Linked DNA regions of Gasterosteus aculeatus: region 2 is linked to region 1. Evidence: chromatin contacts called from public Hi-C data. All regions are on one chromosome and are shown on one strand. Each heading gives the region's core, a stretch centred on a gene start, on an enhancer-like site or on the middle of the called end of the contact. The rest is flanking DNA. Distances are from core to core; before and after follow the strand shown. Region 1 overlaps LOC120821910 (disks large homolog 4). Region 2 holds the start of LOC120821843 (voltage-gated potassium channel subunit beta-2).

What was found. A called contact is a pair of places that touch in the nucleus more often than the background predicts.
Region 2: a contact with region 1 is called in a Hi-C map of skeletal muscle, with 2.3 times the contacts expected there. The contact joins the promoter of LOC120821843 here to the enhancer-like site in region 1. A contact is called at or near these places in 2 of 6 Hi-C or Micro-C datasets (both in skeletal muscle).

What each region holds. Positions count from the first base shown.
Region 1 is chr7:26,256,654-26,262,331 of fGasAcu3.hap1.1, forward strand. LOC120821910 (disks large homolog 4) reads left to right here. Exons shown (of 22, transcript XM_040181014.2): 3 at 2,586-2,642. Among protein-coding and RNA genes, the nearest start is that of LOC120822468, 27 kb to the right of the region's middle. Within about 2 kb of position 3,433, at least 1 of the 9 cell types and tissues checked has open chromatin away from gene starts, as enhancers often do.
Region 2 is chr7:26,320,327-26,326,471 of fGasAcu3.hap1.1, forward strand. It overlaps LOC120821843 (voltage-gated potassium channel subunit beta-2), which reads left to right and starts at 2,840. Exons shown (of 14, transcript XM_040180888.2): 1 at 2,840-3,457. The coding sequence starts at 3,162.

The DNA.
Region 1 (5,678 bases), core at 2,183-4,682:
TTGCCCCATTTACTTGCCCTATATTTGTTTGAATTTAACAAACGTTGAGTAACATTTAGTGATAAATGAGACTTGTCACTCGGCTCGGTTTGTTTCAGAGAAAAGACAAAAACAACTTGTGTGCCCCAGAGATAGAACCTTGGTGGGGAAGTTAAGTATTAAATATCAATATAGTGTTCATTGATATCATTAACTGATTATTTAATTTAAACAGCGATATTTAGATTGTGCCGAATGTCGGTAAGGTTTGGTCACCGCCGACGATCGACCTTAGCGGTTGTGTTTTCATTCATCTTATATTTTACTGAGAGCACTGTGCTTTGTGGGCGGAGAATGTGCAACATGAACTGTCCTGCACCTGACGTAAGTTTGCTGAAAACCAATCAGTCTTTTCTTTAACTATTTTGAAAATGAATCAAACTGGTTACAGAGTGCGTTTCAACCACATCCGCATTATATGTGGTTACTTGAGATGAGGCGCTTTCTGTCCTTTCTGTCTTTGGAGGCTATAATGCTTTGAATATGTAATCTTCTATATTTTATCTTCTTTTTGCAACTGACGCTTTTCACTTCCAGCTGGGGATCTTTGTTGCATGTCATATCATCCGTTTTTGAGTCTAAAGCACTGTATTCATTGGTAAACCGATTAGTGTGAGACAGAGAAACACCAGACGCAAACTGAGCCTGAACATCTTGTGACAGTGACGGATCTAAGATCCGGAGGAAGGGTTTGTTCCTCGCTCACCTTGTTTGTCCTCATCACTTAAGAAGCGCCTCAGTCTGGAGATTTATTCTGCTCAGTCCGAACATAATGCTGAATCAAAACTTTATAGCAAGATACAAAACAGAATAACTTCGACAAGTGCTGTAGGAAAGTAACAAAAATGAATATTGCAGCACTGATTGTTCATACACTTTTCACAATTCAGGAAGATTCCACCCTGAGGATATTTGTCCGATCAAATTAAAGGCAGAATGTTGACATTGTTGAAAACATTTTAGGGACCAGGATCTGCCATCTTTCTATTTCTGGATGGCTGCACTTATTTAAGAAGTCTTGTGTTTCTCTCCAGGGGGAAGGGAATGCACTGGGAAGCATAAAGGTCTGCGCTTACCTCAGAGTCAATTGTTTGCATGATTTCATGCCAGCGGTCACATAAAAATAATTTGGAGTCTTTTAAAAGTTGCGTTGCAACTCTGACATATGTTTGATAAATAACAAGTGGAGTAAACTTACATCTGAGGAGAATATTGATGGTCCGCAGTGTTTTTGTTGCTTACCATAATGATTGTGATTATGATAATAAGACAGATGATGACAATGTGAGAAAGCAATAATGATGACGACAGTGGCCGGTTTACGATGACCTCACGATGACCTTATGGTGGCTCAGTATTGACATTTTGGTTTTGTGAACCATTTCGTCGCTGTCTGATATGATTTTCGGTGGATTTCCTGGATTCACTCAGTCTCATAACCCAATTTCTTACATTTGTATTTATTAGTTGATGATTCGCTTTCCCTCGTCCTGCATCCCCGTCCCAGCTCGTCTCTGTGTGTCTGGCTGCAGAAAGCTGAGGAAGTTGAGTTGTAAGCAAAATGTTGTCTGTTTAAAAACAGCTCCCCCTGCAAGGAAAGTCGCCGTGGGAGTGTAGTGTTATTAAATAAATTAGAGCTTGTTAAATACTCTTTGCCACTCTAAAACTGCTGATGTGCCACTGAGCAATGCATTAAAGTCCAAAATGTTTCCAGCAGGGCCATTGATCGAAGGACATGTCTATTTTAAGAAAGAGAGGTGCACATACAGTGTCTGTAAACATCAGGATCAGCATGAATCCGCCTTCCAGGTAGCGCTACTTGGATCGGCGAGTACAGCTGTCCCAGCATTCATATTTTAATGACGGGCTTTGCTGCAAGATTAAACTTCTCCGGAGGGAGGAAAGGTGTCTCCTGACATGTGAAAATGCTGCAATGCCGCTCTTTGCAAAATGCACAGGTACAGCGTGCGTTGTTTATAGCAGCAGCTTAGCGCACCCTTCATCCCGCTTCAACAGGCGAAACCATTCTGATGTTCTTTATTGGCGAAAAAATTCAGAATTCTTTTTGATTAGTCCATCAATAACATGCTACGTGCTACATGCTACATATCATGAAGCATTTGTTTTTTTGTCCCATTATCGTTCATCATTTAATTTACGGTTTACCGTGTAATAATCAGTGCATAAAATAATGAGATTTATATAGTGGCGACAGGTTTTGTTTGTCTAATTGTGGTTAAACGGTTTTACTGGTCTGTGAAAACGTGTGTAAACAAAAAGGTGTTTGTGTTTTCCACCGAGTGGCATCTTTTATTATTATATTATGTTTTATGCAACACTATATGCTTTCTCTATGACACACTGAATGTGGCATCTGGATCATACTCAAAGCATCTAGTACAAGGTCAATGTACACTTTTTTAAAATGAAATACTTCTGGAAATGAAGAAAAAAAACAATAAAAGCCGATGCAGTATCTGCTCTCCTTCCCCTGTTCCCATCTGCATGTTATGCACAGTTACCATCTCCCTTCTGTTGTTTTTCAGCCTGTGTTGATGTCTTCGGGACACACTCCAATGTACACCTCCGCTGTTTCCACACTGGTAAGAGCACGGCGGCCCGAGCCTCTCCGTCACCCAGGAAGTCGTCCGTCATCATCATCATCATCATCAGTCTCATTTGTCTGATCCTCATTTCCTGTCTTTTTGGGCGTCGCTCAAACGGCATTTTATCTGTGCTGAGTATGAGGTCATCTTGTCTTGATGATGATGTCAGCGTGATCATTCTCGTTGTCCTTTGATTTGTCTCCGCTTGCACCCGAGGACTTTCTTCGGGGCCTGAAAGACTGCGACTGGAAAGTGTCCTGAAATATGTCAATGAAAGTAGCCATGTGAGACGCGAGCAAAGCGTAAACCGATCCCGTAAAGGTGTCACACAGGGCTCAGATGGACGGATGGAAATCATTTGTTTGCAGGACAGACTGAAACCTGTAGGTGTCAGTGTAAGACTTGTGCAGAGTGACTTCCATAACCTTCAAGAGTTGGCTCTGCCGCCTTCTCAATAAAACAGCTTTATGATCAGACAAGTTGCGTTAGCCTTCTGCGCCAGGAATTGCTCCAAAGACTTTATCTGTGTTTGCAAAGCAGAAATGTATTTCACAATGGCAGAGGAATTCATACCAAAGACCCTTTAAAATGGGTGAATTAGCCGTTTTGATTCATTACAAGTTGAATGCAAAAACGAAGTGCTGGCTGGTCGCTCATGTGCTCTTAAATAGAAACATTTTCGTAGATAAAAGACTGTTCGTGACATCCAAACTTCCTTGAACCAGCAGTCACTTTTGTAACTGTTCATCATGTCTCGTCTTTGTCTGCTTGCCCTGACCTTGAACACGCCCCGTCTAAAAGTGCCTGCTCATAGTTACACTCTTTGTAAATTTATCCTGCACACCATTGATCACAAAGTCATCAGACGAGGCTGCGTTCCTTCCCTCACACATACACTCATACTCATTCTGCATGTGCATGCACGCAATGTTTGTTGCAGTAACGCATGTGTGTGTGTGTGTGTGTGTGCGTGCGTGCATGTCTGGAGCTGGCGTACCGTCCATGTGCTGGTCATTGAGGTGTGGGTGGTGTCGGCAGTCTGTCTCTTTATTGCTTTAATGGTGCAGCGTTTGGCAGTACCACTCCGGGCCCCATGGATTTATGGGTAGGATCGTCTTTGGAAGCACTGCAATGGTTTGGCAAACTAGGAGGAGGTCTTTGGGTCATCTGCATGATTTAGTGAAGAGGTGCTTTAGCTTAAAATTACATTCTATTTTTTTAATCGTGGGGCATAATGTAATAAGAAACACTTTTTTTTCATATTGCACACAACTTTTGGCATTGATTTGTGCTGATATTAATGTCTCTTCCGACCTCTTACTGGCCTGATGAATTATTCCAATGGGTGTTTTTCTTGCTGCTGTGATCTCAGAGCAAACAAATGGTCCAAATAAATGCTTTCATATGCCTTGTTGGACTATATTTAGCATAAAAAAACATCTATACAGAAGACAAATCCATCATTCGCTCTATTATCTGCAAGTTTTATTGACAAAAGGAATATTTTAACAATCTAAGGCCAAGCTAATGAGCAGTAGGCCTTAACTTTCTGAGTTGCGGGAAGGGTATTCCTGCATTGGAGTGAATCCCACTGGTATCTGGTTATTAAACTATGCTTGGCCGAGTTCAGCATTCAAGAAACCTTTATACTCCACAAATAGATATAAAATAGGAATCCCTGAGTGGGTGCAACTCTTAAAGAGGAAGGAAAAAGACCACAATTACCCGAAATCCCATTTATGTCTGATGAATTCCATTCATTCACTATAATTTGAGTGAGGTTCACTCACACTTAACTACCCCGAAGGCATCGCTGTGGCTGCCGTCCGTCTCCTTTCATAACGTTCCACCTTTGTCTTTATTCACTGACAGAGATCTGTCGCAAAAGTAGTCTTAAAGGGCCAGTGCGTGTTTCCCCGTACGCACATACACACACATGAAGGGAAGACAAGATCAGCGCTCATACGGCAACGCGTCATCTTAAGCACCTTTACTCGCCCCAAATCTTATCCTGGGTAGAACCAAGGCGCCTTTAAAACGAATTAGAGGGTGTTGGAAAAGAATTCTCTGTTGAATGAGAAGTCAATGAGGTGATTGAGGTATCGTAGTAACGTGATGAGGCTTGGTTACACCACTAAGAACTGGGGCTGAATTCTGTATGAAGTTGAAGTCTTCCTCTTGAATCCATTTAAGAGAGTCATTGCGGTAACACAATTCCAGTTTGTGATGGAAATCTTTACCTCACTTGGTATCTCGAGTGGTGTTAGGAAGACAATCTAATATTTGATACGTTTCAGGTTTCTGACTTAATCTAGACGATGAAAGGTATGATGTTGTTTGCAATAACAATTTGGCTTTTATCTTTAGCTATTAGACGTTCTCACCATTCAGCAATCTGCGTCTGTTATCAATTTCATCAGGTTTTCGATTAGTCTTGATACGTAAGGAGAATAGAGCGTTTTTGCATCTGCTTATGAATGATTGGATATGTCATCTTCCGAGTGGGGCGGGGGGGGCATTGATTTTGCCCTTGTTTTTGCCGCGGCAGTCTTGCAAAGTGATGAGTGGTATTCAGTTGCTCTGCAACTACGCCGTTAGATGCCAGCAAATCCTACACACTGCCCATCTGATAGAAGACATTTTCCATTCATCCTTCATTTGACAAGGCGAGAGGGAGAATCGGCTCGTATGCAGTCATCACTGAAGACGCCCACTTTACGTTGCACTCCGTCCCCTTTAATGATGTAATTAATAATGTCAAAATATTATAAATTCGCAGAATGTCCCCGAACTTTTCACACAAATCCTCTTTCTGGCAAACACATCCGTGTGTTTTTCTTTGCAAAAAATGACTATGGTTTTCTAATGTAAGGATTCACTTACTGTTTTCTGTGGTGTTTGCCTAACAGCTCTCTATCATAATCTCCCCTTCATGCTCTGCACTTGTCTAGCTGGTGTCTGTCCATTCCTATCTTCATTTTCCCCGTCCTCCTTACTTTTCTTTAATAAATGTTTAAATATGTCCCTCCAGCG
Region 2 (6,145 bases), core at 1,590-4,089, 63 kb after region 1:
GTTTACCTTCACTGGATGTTTCCCCTTCTTTTTCGACATTTTAATTGTACAGTTCGGTAACCGATCGCCTAAATGAGCTCTTCTCGTGGATGTTTACAGAGCGAATGAGTGGTAAACACTGAATATTCATGTAAACAAGCGACCACATGTGAGCCTCTGCACTGCAGAACTGACTTTGCTCTGAAATCTAAAGTCTGTACCTGATTCAGTCCCCTTTTTTTGTCGGGGGGGTTGGGGGTTGCATGAATGTAGCTCCTCACACAGCAAGCCAGCGGATTAACCCCCCCACCCCCTTCTGTTCCCCCAGGGCCCCCCCCTGAAAACCTAAACCCGCTGCTGCTGCAGCCTGGTCCTGATAAATGACAGTCCATCACTACTGTTGATTATACTGTAAAAACACGACCACACGTTAGGTTCTGACCCCACGCACGAGCCGGGTGCTGCAGTCTGCAGGGCGGTCAGGGGCGTGAGTGTGTGTGTGTGTGTCGGTGTGTGTTTGTGTGTGTCACCTTTGTGCAGCATGTGCAGAGTCCACTTAGAAATCTGAGGAAGGAGCATATGGTTATGATTCAACCAGCATCTGGATGCAATACAAAGCAGATTTTCAGAAGTATGAAATATGTGTGTGTGTGTGTGTGTGTGTGTGTGTGTGTGTGTGTGTGTGTGTGTGTGTGTGTGTGTGTGTGTGATAGAGTCAATGTGTATTGCATGTAATCAGACCAAACACAGCCCGTGTGCTCCCTCTAGCGTGCACAAACTCCAGCGCGGGTTATCCGACAGAGAGAAGACAATCATTCTTATCCTAACGATGGTCCCACTGGGGGGGCATCGTTAATGAAAGCTTGAAATACATGAACATGAAGCCGTCTGCACTGTCGGCAAGGACGCGCATCGGTTCCAACCAAGTCAATTAGACCACACCGCCGCGTGGGGCCACGCGCGCGCGTCACGCACGGAGCACGTTTGTCTCTGCTTTGCCACAGCAGGTGCGTGACCTGCAATGTCTGTCTCTCCTCCACACGTCACAGGTCTTCACGGTAACTTTGAATCTGCTACCAGACGTTGCGCGCGGTGTGTTGATTCAGCCGCGCTGCTCTGGCGCCATCCGGCGGCGATACGACGACGTTGCACCATGAAAGAAACATTTACATTTTCCATTGAGCTAACGTTTTTTTATCCAAAGCAACTTGCAATGACACATTGATGTATTTCTGCGGTGTCTACGTTTGGCTTGAAAGTATATCATTGTTATTTGATGACTTGTCCACTATGTCAACCCCCCCCCCTTTCTCATCCGTGTGACGTTCATAAGGAGAATTATAAATGCTGCAGATATTACTTAATTTTTTTGTAGGGCAGCCCCATAATTTAGGATTTCACTGTTTCCCATCAACAAAAAGCCTGTAGGATTATGAATGTTTTTCACTAAATAAAAACAGCAAGCGGTAATTACTGGCGTATTTGTTTATATGTTTATATATGTATATATACTGTACGTACATATGTATGTACGTATATATATACCCACATGCAATATGTATATGTACATGTATGTGTATATATATATATAAATATATTTACATGTATAAATATGCATACATCCTGAACCCACTACCCTCACAAACAATTGAGCTTGCTCCCCTGTCGTCACTGTGCATTATGTACAAGTGTCAAATAATAGCCAGACTGCATCATAGTTCAGTGCTCTGTACTCCTGAGCTGCCATACTGCCGGATTGACTGAATCTATCTTTGCACAGTTATGCAACAGTTTACTAAAAACAGACGCTTCTAACCCAGATGGTTATACAATACGGAGATCAAGATTGCTCACACGAATGCAAACATATATTTTTCTCTCGAGTTCCCCAGCGGTAATCCCGATGTTTAGAACTGCACCTTCTGTGGCTCGGCCTGCTAACGCAGACTGAAGATCAAGGCTGACCTCCAGCGGCGGCCTGTGGCCAATCGAAAGAGCGATTATAGCGGCTTAATCCCAGATGATCTCCGCTTTTAAAATCCACTGCAGCAAAGTCAGGGAGCGCCGCAGCAGTAAGAGTAACGCCTGGTCGCCATGACGGCGGCGAGGCGAATGAAAGGAAAGAGGTTGACGGATGCATGAATGGATCCTCAGGCAGTCAATGAGCGTGACTTCTGTGAACTGACGCACTTCTATTCATCAATTAATCATCGCTGGTTCCTAGATCCTGTGTATCCAACGTTTAACCTGCTGCATGACACGTGTGAGCACGTCGGCGAGCGTTTTCACTGACTGCAGTCTCATCTCATTGTTTCCCTTTTGAAATAAAGAAAAGTTGATTTCCGTTTGTCTTCATGGTCTTTAATGTCATTTTGCGAGATGGTGCAAACGTTTTAATGGATGAACAGCAAACATTTGTTGGCCCCTCCAGGTTCCCACATTCAGTGCTGCTTCACGCTTCATGCAAGAATCTGGCCCTGGGATTTGAACATGAACCCAGACAGCAAACACCGAGCGCTGAACCCGGAGGCGCCGCCAGGCTTTGGGAGGATGCCGCTCGCTTTTTGTGTCTGCAGCCAACGGGAGCTGCAAGGTGGTGGTACTGATGACATTGCCCTTGGAGAGAAACTGATCATCTTTCCACGTAGGTAAATAAAAAAGAAAAAGGGGTTCATTAATACCCGGCGTGTGGAGGAAATATCAGAGGGCTGGACTCTCCCAGCCGCTGCTGTATCAGATTATATGTCGGCCACAGAAGAACAGATCATTCATCCGCCGGCTCTCTTAATCTGAACAAATGTAAGCCGGTAGAGCTTCGCCACAAATCCCTCTTTTAAGAGATAAAGAGGGAATTGATGCTGGTTGCTTTTCCTCTTCATTTGTAACGCAAAGAGGCGCCACACATCAGCACGAGTCCTTGTTTGTGACGGCGTGCCTCAGCTGAGATGTTAGGACTGGCTTGGTCTTATTTTGGATTTAGAGTAACAAAGAAGCAATCAAGACTTTTGATTTTAAGTTCTTGCTTCCAGCGCTTTGATGTCTGGCATCCTCGGGCCGGATGTTTCAAAATCTTTATCAAAATAGCTCTGCCTTGTTGTTTCGTTTCTACCTCAGAAGCACCTTTTGCCTGAAGTAGACGTGGCAGACGATTTTCCTCAGTCTGCGGCGGTCGCCTCTCCGTTATGTTCGCCAGCCGTGGCGCCAGTGGAGGAGGAAAGGGTGGGAAATACTCGGTGGAGGACCTCTATGGCATCAGTAAGAAGCCCAAGGCGTCGTCCTCCTCGGGGAGCATTGTGGCCAAATCTGGAGCCCGGAGCAGCAAGACCCCGGACCACAAGACCGAGTCGGCGGCCCTGGCCTCTCAGATCCTGGAGGCGGCCCACAGGCTGGTGGAGCGCCGCCGCCTGGAGCTCTACCTGAGAGAATGCGGCCTCTCGCTGGCCGAGTGCGAGGCCGGGCGCTCCGCGATGACATACAAGTAAGAGGTGGCGGAGGAGGAGGGGGGAGAGCGGAGCGACCGGCGTGATTTGAATGCGGAGAATGAAAGATGTCGGATGAACGCCTGAGGATTGAAGCTTTTTCTGTTGCGTCGATGAATAGTGATTATTATGATGATTGACAACCGGAAATGGTGATTATTATGATGAGCAACAACTGGAAGTGGTTGTGATACCACCGGAGTGACCGTCACGAGCCCTCTGCCATCTTTAGAGGAACCATTTCACAACTTGTTTCTCATTTATTACGACTGCACGAGTGTTTTCAGAGCCGTCACTTGAAGGCAGCGAGTGAAGACATCATTCATGGGTGAAAAAAAAGGAAATACATTTGCATTTGTTTATTCATTTTTTTTTTCACCAGTGAACCTAAAAAAAAGGAATATCACACGTTTGATGAGATTTCAAAGCCCAGCGGCGCCGGATACATGTGGCCGGACCGCGGGAACATCTGGTTGTTCGGGGACCACTAGTGTTGATGTGCCGGATGCGTCAGCCATTGTCTGAGTCTCCCTCCGAGCAGCTTGACAGGGTCAACAGCACGGGGGGCATAAGTTCCGGGTTAATGATGCGTGATTTGACAGCAGTGAGGGAGGGAGGGGGGGCGCGCTGTTTGTCGCTGCGCTGTTTGATTCTCTTTGTTTCAACTGCTCAGGTGAGCTATTTTTGGATGAGGAGGTTGTTGTGATCTATTGTTTGCTAAAATGATGAAACTATGCAGAGCATGAACATGAGGACGAAAAGCACACTGCTTTTTTAGATGTTGTAGTTTTTTGTTGTAGTATCAGTGGTTTGCTTTGTGAATGCCATTGAGTTTACTTGCTACTGACAAATTGTAGTTTATCAACCTAATTACTTGGAGACAACGTTGCTGTGACACAATATGACATTTTATTTGATGCTCTGATGTCCCCAACAGACTCACGCGACCATAATGAGTCCAGTGAAGTCGCCTCTAGGGGGCAGCGTCACTCCGGTCAGAAGACAAATTAGCCCCGTGGCTCCATGACTCAAAACCAGTGAAGAAACAAAATCCATAGTTTGAGTGGCATCCTGGGTTTGATGCAGGGACCCTGCACACGTGGTCTCAGACCTCTCAGCAAGGCCTTGTAGCTAAGGGAACATTATGTTACAGGTCATTTAGCTGACGCTTTTATCTAAAGCGACTTACAATAAGAAAACTTCCACCTCCGTCAGTGTCGGTTCGATCTCTCAAAATGTGAATTTCCTCTGACATGGCAGCAGTCTGTGTGTGTGCGTGTGTGATATGTTACGTGTAATTTTTATGTCTAATTTGCTGGAAAGCAACATTTTTTTCAGAGTGCAGAACAAATTTGGGAATAGCGAGACAGATACTTTTGATTTTTTAGACAAACACATTATGGGGGATTAAAACATAATCTTGTCTTTCACCAGAAAAAAGCTTGACGGTTTGAAAAATGTCAACAAATTGCAGGATGGATTCACAGTGTTGACGGATTTAAATAAAAACAATCCTACTAACAATATTTAGTACCAGTCCTCTGTCCTCTTCAGGGCAATCCTAATGCCAAGCCGATTGTTTTAACCAAATGGACCAAAACAAGAGAATCAAGCGAGAGCAAGTGTTACTTTATCTCATTTTCCAGCTTGGCAACATCTGTGCTTCTAAAGAGTAACCACATTCTACTCATTATAAAATGTTATTTTTACCATGAATGGCCTGTAGATTAGGCCAATGGCACGCACCCTTCTGATCATGATATTATAGTTATTTAACACCAAAACTAAATTAATGGGCACATTTAATTGCAGAATACGCCCATCAAATCAGAGCTTTACGGCACAAGACACGTCATTGTGTAAATAATCTCCGAGCAAGGACGGAAACAGAGGATCAGGGTCGGAGGAGAGGAGGGCTGATGATAGTGGTTGTACAGAGAATCTCCCCCTTGATGGACTTTTTCATCATACAACCAGTTTAAAACGGCTCTCTTTCAAAGAAAGATCCAGAAGTGAATAAATGTCTGTTGTCCACCGATGCAGACCTCGCAGGAGGAGCAGCTGCTGCTCCGTGTCAGTGAGGTGAGGCACTACGGTGTGTGTGTGAACTGTGGCGCAGGATGCGTCAACGTCAAAGGGAAGACGGGCCTCGTTTGAGAGGGGGGGGGGGGGGGGGGGGTGAAAGTTCAAACCTGCAGGTGTGGATGAAGATTATTCGTGTCTGGACGTTGTGCTTCTTGGGAAACGCGTGGCCCGCCTGCATCTGGGCATCTGACAGGACGGGAGATCAGAGAACGTCCCGGTGCATTCGCATTCCCAGCCCACCCATTCGGATGGAAACTTCCCCGAATACACCGTTGGTCCCTAAATCTACCAAACAGCTCTGTTGAAAAACAGAAGAGTCCCAGTCACAGTCTGCTGGCCTGCTGACAAGGATCATCCCGGGACTGCAGAATGCTCTGATGCGAGACTCTGGTAAAACAAGTCCACAGAAATGATGGATGTTTCTCTGCACAAAGGTACTTTGCAGGGAGAGAAAACACGGGCTGAAACTTTTGGGGATTGACGATTACGTGCAAAGTTGTGGCAGCAGAGTTTAGACTCATCATTGCCTGGTCACCAAATGACACATCCGTTTTATCCCAACGTGACGTGATGCAATGTGATGTGATACACTATCCAAAGTT